Regions from separate parts of the Anas platyrhynchos genome. Here region 1 is linked to region 2. Evidence: chromatin contacts called from public Hi-C data. All regions are on one chromosome and are shown on one strand. The core of a region is the stretch at or near the end of the contact, and the rest is flanking DNA. Distances in the headings are between cores, read along the strand shown.

What was found. A called contact is a pair of places that touch in the nucleus more often than the background predicts.
Region 1: a Hi-C map of subcutaneous adipose tissue shows a contact between it and region 2, with 1.7 times the contacts expected there. The contact joins the promoter of KLHL26 here to the enhancer-like site in region 2. A contact is called at or near these places in 2 of 8 Hi-C or Micro-C datasets (liver and subcutaneous adipose tissue).

What each region holds. Positions count from the first base shown.
Region 1 is chr29:1,737,540-1,742,619 of IASCAAS_PekinDuck_T2T, reverse strand. KLHL26 (kelch like family member 26) reads left to right here and starts at 1,938. Exons shown (of 2, transcript XM_027472403.3): 1 at 1,938-2,114. The coding sequence starts at 2,068.
Region 2 is chr29:1,679,718-1,685,301 of IASCAAS_PekinDuck_T2T, reverse strand. It overlaps CRTC1 (CREB regulated transcription coactivator 1), which reads left to right. Exons shown (of 14, transcript XM_072029333.1): 8 at 63-106; 9 at 363-583; 10 at 3,296-3,432; 11 at 3,967-4,218. Among named protein-coding and RNA genes, the nearest start is that of CRTC1, 31 kb to the left of the region's middle. Within about 2 kb of position 2,466, at least 1 of the 8 cell types and tissues checked has an H3K27ac peak or open chromatin away from gene starts, as enhancers often do. A contact at or near this core is called in subcutaneous adipose tissue, where this site is marked.

The sequences.
Region 1 (5,080 bases), core at 689-3,188, 58 kb before region 2:
AGCGATGTGGAGTGGTGGGCGCTGGACTCCACGGCCTCGCCGTGCAGCAGCAGGAGCAGAAGGAGGAAAGGGCAGCGGGGTGAGACGCGGAGGATGCGGTGCTGTGGGATCTCCCGACGGTTTCCAGCATCGTCCTCTGCCTCTGCCGGCTCTCCCGCTCCTCCTGCTGCTCTCCCCGCGGTGTCTCTTTGGTGTGCTGACATCTCCTGTCCTGTGTGGGTCGGGTCTAAAATAACAGGGCCCCGAGGTCTTGGCTGGGGTCTCCCCGCGCCGCAGCAATACAAATAACAAATTAATAAGTCCTGCTTCCCTTTCTCCCCAAGGTTTTACGAGGCTTAATTAATGAATGTCTGTAAAATGCATTTGGAGCTGGGAATGAAATGTGCTGTGGAAATGCCAAATAGTTTTAATGCTCCAGCAGATTTAGAAGGTTTAAATAAGAAAAATACACAGCTTCGCCTCTGAAATAGATTCCTCTCCTTGAAGCAGAGGGCTCCAGAACATGAAGTTTTCATCAGGCTGACTTGAAAGGGTATTTTCATGGCTTTCTAAGTGTGTTTATTCTCATGTGCGAATTCCCCCTTTCCCTTATACAGATGTGGACGCAGGCATGGGAAATCAAAGAAATTTACCCACGGTCGTTGGCAGGGCCACCGCTATGAATAATTTCCCGATTTCCACTGATGACTGGAATGCCCTCGAGCCCGTCCACTGCCTCCAGATGCGCGACGGCTTGAAAAATTACACGGCCCCGCGACGCTTGGCCCCGGCTACGGCGATGGCTGAGCCAGGATGCCGAGCATGTGGCCGGGTGCCTCGTGGAAAAGGCATCGCGGACACCCGGACGAGCTCTGACAACAAAACTGCACCCTCTGGAGGGTACTGTTGCTCTTGCACAAAGTGTTTTTCTTTTTTTTAATGATAAAATCTTGGAGGGCTGGGGTTGAATAATCACTTGGGTTGGGTAATTGCTCGGGTCACCAAGGCGCTGCCGGTGCTGTGGTGTCCCGAGGATGTGGGCTGCCTGAACCCGTCTACACACCGCGCTTTCTCCAGGTGTTTAAGGGATTGCAGGAGGAATTCAGAGGGAAAAGGTTCAGGGCTTGGGCGCAGGCCACCCTGAAGGTCCCTTGGCTGCTGCTGGTGGGGCTGCTGTCAGCAGGAGACCCCCAGCCTCCCCCTGTATCCCCTCATCTGTGGGGCCGTGGCAGCTCCCCCCGGACCCTTTCATCTACGGGGCTGTGACAGCCCCCAGAGCTGTGACTGGGCTCCCCCGGGGCCCCTTCAGCTGTGGGGTGGTGACAGTCCCTGGGCCCATGACAGGACCCCTGTGTCTGTGGGGCCGTGACAGCCCCCAGACCCATCATCTGTGGGGCTGTGACAACCTCCAGACCCCTTCATCTATGGGGCAGCAACAACCCCCAGGCTCATGACAGGACCCCCATATCTGTGGGGCCGTGACAGCCCTCTGGACCCCCCAGTGTCGCGACAGGGTTCCCCAGACCCCCTCATCTTTGGGATTATGACAATCCTGGGGCTCATGACAGGACCCCTGTGTCTGTGGGGCCGTGACAACCTCCAGGTTCGTGACAGGACCCTTGTGTCTGTGGGGCCGTGACGGCCCCCTGGGCCCCCCAGTGTCGTGACAGGGCTCCCCAGACCCCCTCAGCTGTGGTTTGGTGACAGTCCCCAGGCTCATGACAGGACCCCCGTGTCTGTGGGGCCGTGACAACCCCCAGGTTCGTGACAGAACCCCCATGTTTATGGGATCATGACAGCCCCCTGGGTCCCCCACTGTCGTGACAGAGCTCCCCAGACCCCTCATCCTTGGGATCACAACAACCCCCGGGGCTCATGACGGGACCCCTGTGGCGGATCCCCCACATCCCCCCTCGCCCTCGGGGGCTGTGCCCGGCCCCCCGCTAGCTGTGGCGGCGGCTGCGGGGCGGCGCCAGGCCCGGGCTGGGCGCGGAGCAGCGCCCGGGGCCCCCTTCTCGCCGCTGCGCCTTTAACGCGGCGACTCCGCCGCCGCCTCCCAGCTCGGGGCCCGGCGGCGGCGCAGCGAAGATGGCGGAGTCCGGCGGGGCCGAGTTCGCCGCGGAGCGGCCGAGCAGGTGAGAGGGGCTCCGGCCGCGGCCTCAGAGCGAGAACCGGGCTCGGGGGGTGGGAAGCGGCGAGGCCCCGGGGACCGGCGGGGCTGTGGTGGGGGGGGTGGGGGGGGTGGGGACCCGGCCCGGCGCTGTTGGGCTTGAGGAGGCCGCTTGGAGGCTGGCCGGGGCGGGGGTTGCTTCACCGCAGGGCTCCCTCCTTTTTCTTTTATTTATTTATTTTGTTGTTAATTCATTTCTTTTCCCGTCGCTTTCGGCCCCAGGGGGGTCGCGGTGAGGCGGAGCGCCCAGCCCGGCCTCCCGCATCGCCCGCCTCAGGGAGCGGAGCGGGGCTGTGAATGATGGTCATGAGGGTAATAACGATAATAATGGCAACGATAATCATAACAATGATAATAATAATCATAACAATAACAATAATAATCATAACAATGACAATAATAACAATATTAATAATAACAGCGATGCTTTCGCTGCTGGAGTTCACCAGGCTGGAGTTGGCGGGAGGCTTTGTATTCCTGTAAATTTGGGGATTTGGTTATTACACATAGGTCCTGCTGGCATGCATTGAGTTTTTTTGGGATTTCAGGCCCGTTCTGTAAAACACCAGGTTTTTAACACTACCAGACCGTCCCGCAGAGCCACTGGTATCTGTCACAGCCGTCACCAGTAGGGCACTGGGCACTCAGGTACCGTGGCATGGGTGAAATAGGGCTCGAGGTGCTGGGCTCGGTGCCCACCACATCCGTGAGCCCTCAGGTTGGTGTCCGGGGCCAGCAGGCCGTGCTGGCCGGTCCAGGTGCTCCTCACACCTGGGGGATTTCTGCACCCAACGCGTTGGTTTCCATCCTCACCCAGAAGCCAGGGCTCTGGGCAGCCTTCAGAGAGCTGCCGTCAGCCTCAAAGCTTCAAGGCAGCGCTTATCCTCAGCTTGGCTCTCCCCAAATCCACTCTTGAAACAACATCACGCCGTGCTCAGGGAGCAAGGCTCTTAGGCTCATTGTTCCGCACTGGAGAAGCCTGTCTGAATTCTCACCTTCTGCGTATATTTTATTTTTTCTAATGACTGCCTGTGTGAACTAGATGCTGAGCTGCCTTGGGCGTTTCATTTTCTCTCCCTGCACCTCTTTTTTTTTTTTTTTTCCTTCTCTCTCCGAACAGGAGCAGCGGCGCGTCTCGCACACAGGTGTTGGTAGGGCTGGGAAGCGTCTCGGTGTGGGGCGCGTAGCAGTGAGAAACGGAAGTAATTTGTTTCAGGGCTGTGATAAATCACCCGGGCTGGAGCTGCGGCAGTTCCGCTCCCCGAGCTGGAGCTCCGCGGCGTTCTCCATCGCTGCGTGTTTGTTTTCTTTGATAATTTTAAATTAAAGCCTGGTGAGATCTGGATCCTGCTTCTCGCTGGTCGTTACGCCTCCCGTTTTAAAGGGTGGATTTATCAGGGAGTAAACCCACCAGGGAGCCTGCGGGGAGAAACCTGATGGGGAACGTTGGATACGCTGCGTAGCCCGTGTAGAGCAAGAGGAGGATTTCAAGGGCATGCCCCATCAACTCGCGATTCCTTCTTAGCTGCTTCTGACTTTTCTGCACTTCCTGAGCGTTTGCTCTCTAGGGCAAAGGACGAAGGCCTCCCTCGCCGCTCCACGCGCATGCCATCTCAGCGGTACGCAGGCAGCAGAATTTCCATCTTTGGAATTGCGACCGCGTGGCTGCTGCCAGCTGCCCGCCAGCACGCTGGCTCCTCCGGAGCAGGAGAACGAGCTTGTCTGCTGGGGATCCCGTGCTCTTGTGATAAGGAACATGCCATGCGAGACGGCGTGGACACGAGGTTCTCTGCTTGCAAGTTGAAAAGCAAACTGCCTGAATCTTCTATAGTGAAATAAATTTGCCCTTTTATTCTTTTTTCCTTATGGATAGAGTTTCCTGCACTACAAATGGGTTGCATGTTTTGCTCGCAGCCCTCGGTATCGCGTGGAGGGAGTGTTTCAGGCTACGTAATTACCCTGTGTGTAATGCTGTGCTCAGCGCTGCTCCCGAAGATGTGCTTTGAGCTTGGCGAGCAGGTAAGGACAGCAGAAATGGTGCAACCCATCGGTGCCCTCGGTAAGAGAAGCTCCCTGTGCTGCAGGCAGCGAGATGTGTGAGCTCTGTAGCAGTGCTTGTAGAGCAGGGTCTCACAAAGCAAAGTCCCACAAAGATCTAGGAAAAATACCTCTTCAGCTGCTGCAGAGGATCTGTCGCACAGGCCCTTGAGCAGGAATTAATCGAGGTGCCCAGACAAGCTGCTGAGGAGGGCTGCGTGTCTCTCGAACTTGGGATAATCCCTGGAGGGAAGGAAGGCAACCAGGTTGTATAAACACTGCTCAAAACCCTCGCTAATAGCGTTACACGCTGGCGTGTTTGCTGAAAGCAATCCCACCTGTCAAAACCAGGATGAATGGAGGAGGGAGACCCGCAGGTCTTGCTTATCTGAAAGTACATGCGTCTCGGTTCACATCAAGAGAAAGTCGACCTGAACTCCCCTAACCTTGCTGCTGCTGAAGAAAGCGGCGAGAGGGAGAGCAAACGTAGAGGAGGACGGGGTAAAATGGCAACAGGGGAAGGAAGATGATGATAAGGGCTGGGAGCCTGCCTTGCTTTTGTGGTACTGCAGCCTTACATAGCTCCAGTCTTCGCTTACGCTTTCTTTTTCTTTTGAAAATGTTCAAAGTTGGGTTCTGTGTGGTTTTTGTGTTCTCTTCTCTGCCACGTGGCAATTTTTAAACAGATTTAGTTGTTAGATTTGGTAGACGCGGTGTAAATGTTTACACTCTAATTGAATCACTGTAAAAATAACTGCTGCTTTCTCTCTCAACGTTGGAAGCTTTCTGAGCTGGAGGCTTTATTTAGACCAAAAGTGAACTTCAGTGATTCTTGAAAGGTTTTTCTCTTGCCCCCGAGTATTGCTTGATGTTGGTAGCTTTGAGAGGAAGAGC
Region 2 (5,584 bases), core at 1,217-3,716:
AAATACCGTAAGCAGTAATTTCAAATATCTTTGCTTATAAACATTTCTTCCTTCTGTTTTAGACTGGGTCATCAAGACCTAAATCATGTGAAGTTCCAGGAATCAAGTAAGTTTTGAGCATCTTTTAAAAGAGCATTGAGATCTTTAAGAAAGTACATTGTACATTGAATTTCTTCTTGAGTAGATGCAAGATAAGCCAAAACTAGTGTTAGTGTCCCCTTGTCTGTTACAAGTTGGTTTATCAAAAATACCATATATCTTTCTGTATATGGCCACCTCCCTTTTTTGAAAATGGTTTTGTACAGATCTGTCCAGGCTGAAATTTAAACTCAGTTTTCTTTTTTCCTCTCTCCTTTATTTAGCATCTTTCCATCAGCTGACCAGGAAAACACTACAACGCTGATTCCTGCTACGCATAACACGGGTGGCTCCCTTCCAGACCTGACAAACATCCATTTCCCTTCCCCTCTCCCAACACCGTTAGATCCTGAGGAATCCACATTCCCAGCCCTGAGTAGCTCCAATAGTACCGGAAATCTTGCTGCCAATCTGACTCACTTGGGCATCAGCACTGCCAGTCAGGGTAAGATCACAATTCTGCACCGTTTTAACAGATTGTCCATAATATGTCACTTGTCTTACAGCATGGAAGTCGCGTTGCTGAATAATACTGTTTTGTCTGAGGGGTAATTCTACTTCTGTTCACTGACTTTCCTTTGTAAACAAGGTTTTCTTAAAGCCATTTCTGTATGACAAAGTGATAGAGCTGTATTTAGTTTTGACTTACAAATATCCTTACATTTTTTTCAAGTTCTTCATGCCCAAGTCTGTTTTTTTGTTGTTTGTATATAACTTTATAGGACAGACTATAGCATCCAAAATGTGCCTCCCTTGTAATTCATTGTACTTAATCCCAACAGCATTTGAATTGTGGAAATACCCTAAGTAGGCCTTTGTTTGCATTCCTTTAGAATATATTTTTTTTCCAAATAAGGATTCTTTTGGAGAAATAGCATTGCTTGCTTCACCTGAAGCAGATTTTGTCTTTTGAGCAGTCAAAATAACATGGAGAATTTACAAGGTTTGCTAGTTTTAGTAAGCTTGGTTGCCTGATTTTTGAAAATATCCGGAGTAGTCAGGATTCATGATATAGAAGGGCTTTGGGAAGCAATACCAAGTGCACACTTCACTCTCACTATGGTGCCTTTGTGTTGAAATCGTTGCCTTTTGAGCGTAGTTTTTGTTGCAAGTACTTGCAAAATGCTGCTGCTGTTTGAGCTGTTCAGCATGAGTCTGAGCTTTGTTGGGGCTTTTGCACTTTGGCAATACTGGTAGTTTTACTAAAAAAAAAAAAAAAAGCCACGCTGGCAGTTTATAATGTTCATACTGATCAACTGATAATTTCAACTTAAGCAAATGGCCTAAACTAATGATTGTTATTTTTTTTTAATAGTTTCTCTAGGTCCTACTTGTGAGCACAGGGTTGCGTTTTATTGTCAGTGACAATTGCAGCCGGTTGATTCCTAGAACAGAAGAAAAGTGCTCTATCCAAAAATAGAAATGTATTTCCTGTGTTAGGCAGGATTCATTTACCCACTTAAAAATCCTCTCATATATTGGTAAAAAGGAAATAATTCTAATCAGGTTAATGTAGTGTTATGGCTGAGCAGTTACATTTAAGAAGGAAGCAAGAATACAGTTTACCCCTCTAAGTAGAGAGGAAATCAGCAGCTTTTGGCACCCTTCAGAAAGCTTTCTGGTCTCAAAACAGACTACACAAAGTTTCAGGGATGGGCTCTCATTCAAGTAGAACGTAGCAAGGCTTTGTTAAGATAGGTGGTGTGTATATAAAAAGAAACAAACTACTTCCATGGAGTTAGGCCAGGCTGGGTTGCTAAATTTTTTGCACTACCCGTAATTAGCAGAGTAAATGGTATAAAACCAAACCAGTAGGTATGTAATTGCTTTGAAAACATTTTCTGATCCATGAAAGATACTACAAATGAGAGAGGTGCATTCATTGATGATTTTGCTGCTGCTTGTTGGAGACTCTCCCATAGTTTAAGCAATGGCGTAGTCAGTGTTTTGGCTTTTTTTAACTGATATTCTCAAACCTTCCTTTCCTTTCTTTATCTCCTAGATCTTGAACGGAAAATGTAAACACTTCTGAGCCTTTTGTAGGAGCTCTGTGCATTGTGCAGACATGCCTGTAGCAGCCCCAAGTAAAGGTGGGGAAAAACACCTGTCAGGTTATGAAGAACTGCCAACAACTTAGGCTACACATTTGTGCATTTGAGGTTGTCAGTTCGCTGACATGTTCCATGAGACAGTGTTGATTTTTGAAAACATCGTGCGGGAAGCCAGGCAGTCTTCAGAATCTGCTCAGTTAGAGCCAGTTTGCCTGCTGGCTCCTTGGCAGCCCGGACTTCCTGGCTCCCTGGCAGCCTGCCTGGAAGCCTTGAGCAGGTGCCAAGTGCTGAGGAGCTCTCAGGCTCTTGTGAATTCCTCCTTTCTGGCAGCTCTGGAAGAACAGCTCACTAGAGAGATTGTCCTGAAATTGCTTTCCAGGGTGTCTCAGTTCCTCTAGGGTGAGGCAGAAAACAGGAGAGGTTTCAAAGCTTGCAGGTTTTGTCTTGAATGTGAGTAAAGCTAAATTACTTTGTAGTCTGTCCCTAGCCTCTGCTAGGTCAGGGCTCTTTAGAGTGCGAGGGATATTTCCTGCCTTCCTGTGCTCTGCTATGCCATTAAAATGGAGTACGTCCTGTGTAACCAGTTTTTCTTCTGCATTTTCCATTAAATAGATGTTTGCTTTTTATAATAACACAAGTGCCTTCTGATTAGTCTTGTTACATGATCTGTTATCTTCTTCCTGAGGTTTCAGCTCTTACAAATAGAGGAGAACATGCTGCTCTTGGACTCTTTGTGTGTGCAGCCCAGGGGTGTGCGAGAACGGTGCCTATTGTTTCCATAAACCACTGGGGAAGCACAGTGCTGCTGGAGCTGGTCTGCTTATTTCAATTCCCAGTCAGTATCTGTGCACCGTCCTGCACAACTGTGACGGGTTTAGGTCCAGGATAAACAACCACAGGGATCTTCCTTTCTTCCTGATGCTGTTTAACCTGACAAAGTTGCAAATTAGCTAATGAATTTCAGCCTGATTGGCCTAGGCACATTCACCACTTTGCGTCGTCAAATTATGCTGTACATTTTTGACAGATCAGGCAATTACCTCTGTACCAGTATCAATGAACTGTTGCTCCGTTCCCATTTGAGCTCGTTTGTTCCTCACTGGCAGGAATGACGACGACGCCAGCCCCTTCCCAGCAGCACCGTCAGCCCACCGTCAGCCCTCTCTCATTGAGCGCAGACTCGAGGCGACCACAGTCACAGCAAATGTCTCCTACGCTTTCCCCTTTGTCACCAATTACTCAGGTAGGACCTCGCTTGGAGAATTACAATTTTTGGTCACAGATGAATTGTTTTACCCTACCTAGGGGAGGGAAATGACTGTAACTTCGTCTTTCTTGTTCTGTAATCTTTAAATGTGTTTGTTAATCTGTACCTTAAAAAGTGAGAGGTTTGTAGAGGACACAGATTTTACTTTGACTTTTCTAAATCCTTGGTAAACATCAAGACACTTTTCTTTTGAAGACATTGTCCATGAAATTTGGAAGACATTTCTCTAATCCATATAAGAAGCACAGTTAGTTTTTAAAATTGATTTCATAAGTACAATTCCACAACTGAGTAGGTTATCAATTCCTCATCTGGACATTCAATTGGGTTTTTGTTTATTGTACCCTGAAGGTGATATTAAGTCCCTTGAAACGTATTCTTGAGTGTCTTTAAACCTTTAGTTAACATTTAAAAATGCAAGATTGACTTAGTGTGGATCACTTGATGTGAAACTTGACATGCTTGGGGAGTCACCTGCCAGTGTGGATGATTTTAATTTTTCTTTTTAAGGCCGTGGCAATGGATGCGTTGTCTCTGGAACAGCAGCTTCCCCCATATCCGTTTTTTACCCAGACAACTTCCCAGCAACAGCAGCAGACCCAGGTGGCAAGTACCCTGCCTCAGAATACTCCTTTAATGCAGACCTCTGGTTTACAGCGAGGAACACAACTCCCCCCACTCTCCGTCACGGTACCTTCTACCATCCCGCAGTCACCTCCGGGTAGCCAGACCCAACCATCAATGGGAATAGACATCAACTCGGTAAGCTGGGGCAGAGCTGAAAAAGATAAAGCTTTCATTTTGAAAACGTAGCATCAGGGTTCAAGCTGGACAGCCCTTGTGATAGGTATACTTCTAGGTGGAGTCTGAAGTAGAATGGTTTTGATTTAATCCATCTTCAAATGCTTTACAGACAGAATTTGGTTTTCGGGTGTGCTTACGGTGGCCGTAGTTTCATAAAATGGTGTCACTTGTGACTTCATGTTTAATTAGAGCAGCCTGAATCCTGGCTATCAGCATTTATTTCACACCTTGCTGCTGTTGCATTGATACTTTTTCAGGCTGTTAAATGTAATGCACCACCAAAGTGCTGTAGGCTCAAGGAGTTAGCAGAACTTTGATCAAGAAACCTGCTAACAAGCAGTTTCCCGAAGTTGGAGAGAGCCAGGCACCTTCTATATTTAGAAAGCTTTCATTTAAAGGATTTATAGAGCATCATACATTATTATCCTCCAAAATTGGATTTGTAGCTGCTTTCAGATCCTGATAAGAAGTGGAGTATATACCTACATAGTAGTGATGATTTCTGGGCAGATTTCTTTTGTGCTGGTTGTGCCATGGTTTGTTGTGAAATGTTCTCTCTCTCTCTGCATATAAAGGTCCAGAATAGAGAGCGAGATCAGGGTAACAAGTTAGCTGGGGAAGAATTTCACAGCTCCTTCTTTGGTCATTCTGCCCCTGCTCTATCAGATCTCGGTTGCCTGACCTGTAGTGTCCTCCTGGCAGTGTTATAATGACAGTGACTGGTTAGATAATAGGCAGAACTCATTCTTTATTGATCTAGCACTAGACCATGGATTTCATTTGTGGATGAAATTTTAATGATTTGTGCTGGTAAGTGCTTCTTGAAGGAAGCTGCTTCCCTTTCAGGATTAGAAGGGGAAGAAGAAGGCCAATTCCAGCAGTGGAAAGGATACCGAGCTACTCAAAATGTGTCCAAATGTGTTGATTCTAACACTTAGGTAGCTACCAGTACAGATGATTTTCATTCTTTGCTTTCTGTGTTGCTTTCCTCATCCTAAACTTCTTTATCACCTTAACTTTTAGGGTGCTATGCTTATCTTTTAAAGCAACTGAAATTGCATATAAATAAAGTTCAAAGCTAGCTTATCACAAAGCCATTTGAGCTGTGCTACAGTCTCACTGACAACTCCTGTGCAGGTTTTTAAAGAAGCATTGAAATTCCTTTTGCTGTAGTTTGGATTTCTGTTTAAAGTGCATTCGTAGCAATGCATAATATATAAAAAGGTTAAGGTATTTTCTTGAGATCCGTAGAATTTGATGTCAGAAAGCATTGGTAGTACAGCATTCTCCTGCACTGCATAGCTATCTGATTAAATTACTCCTT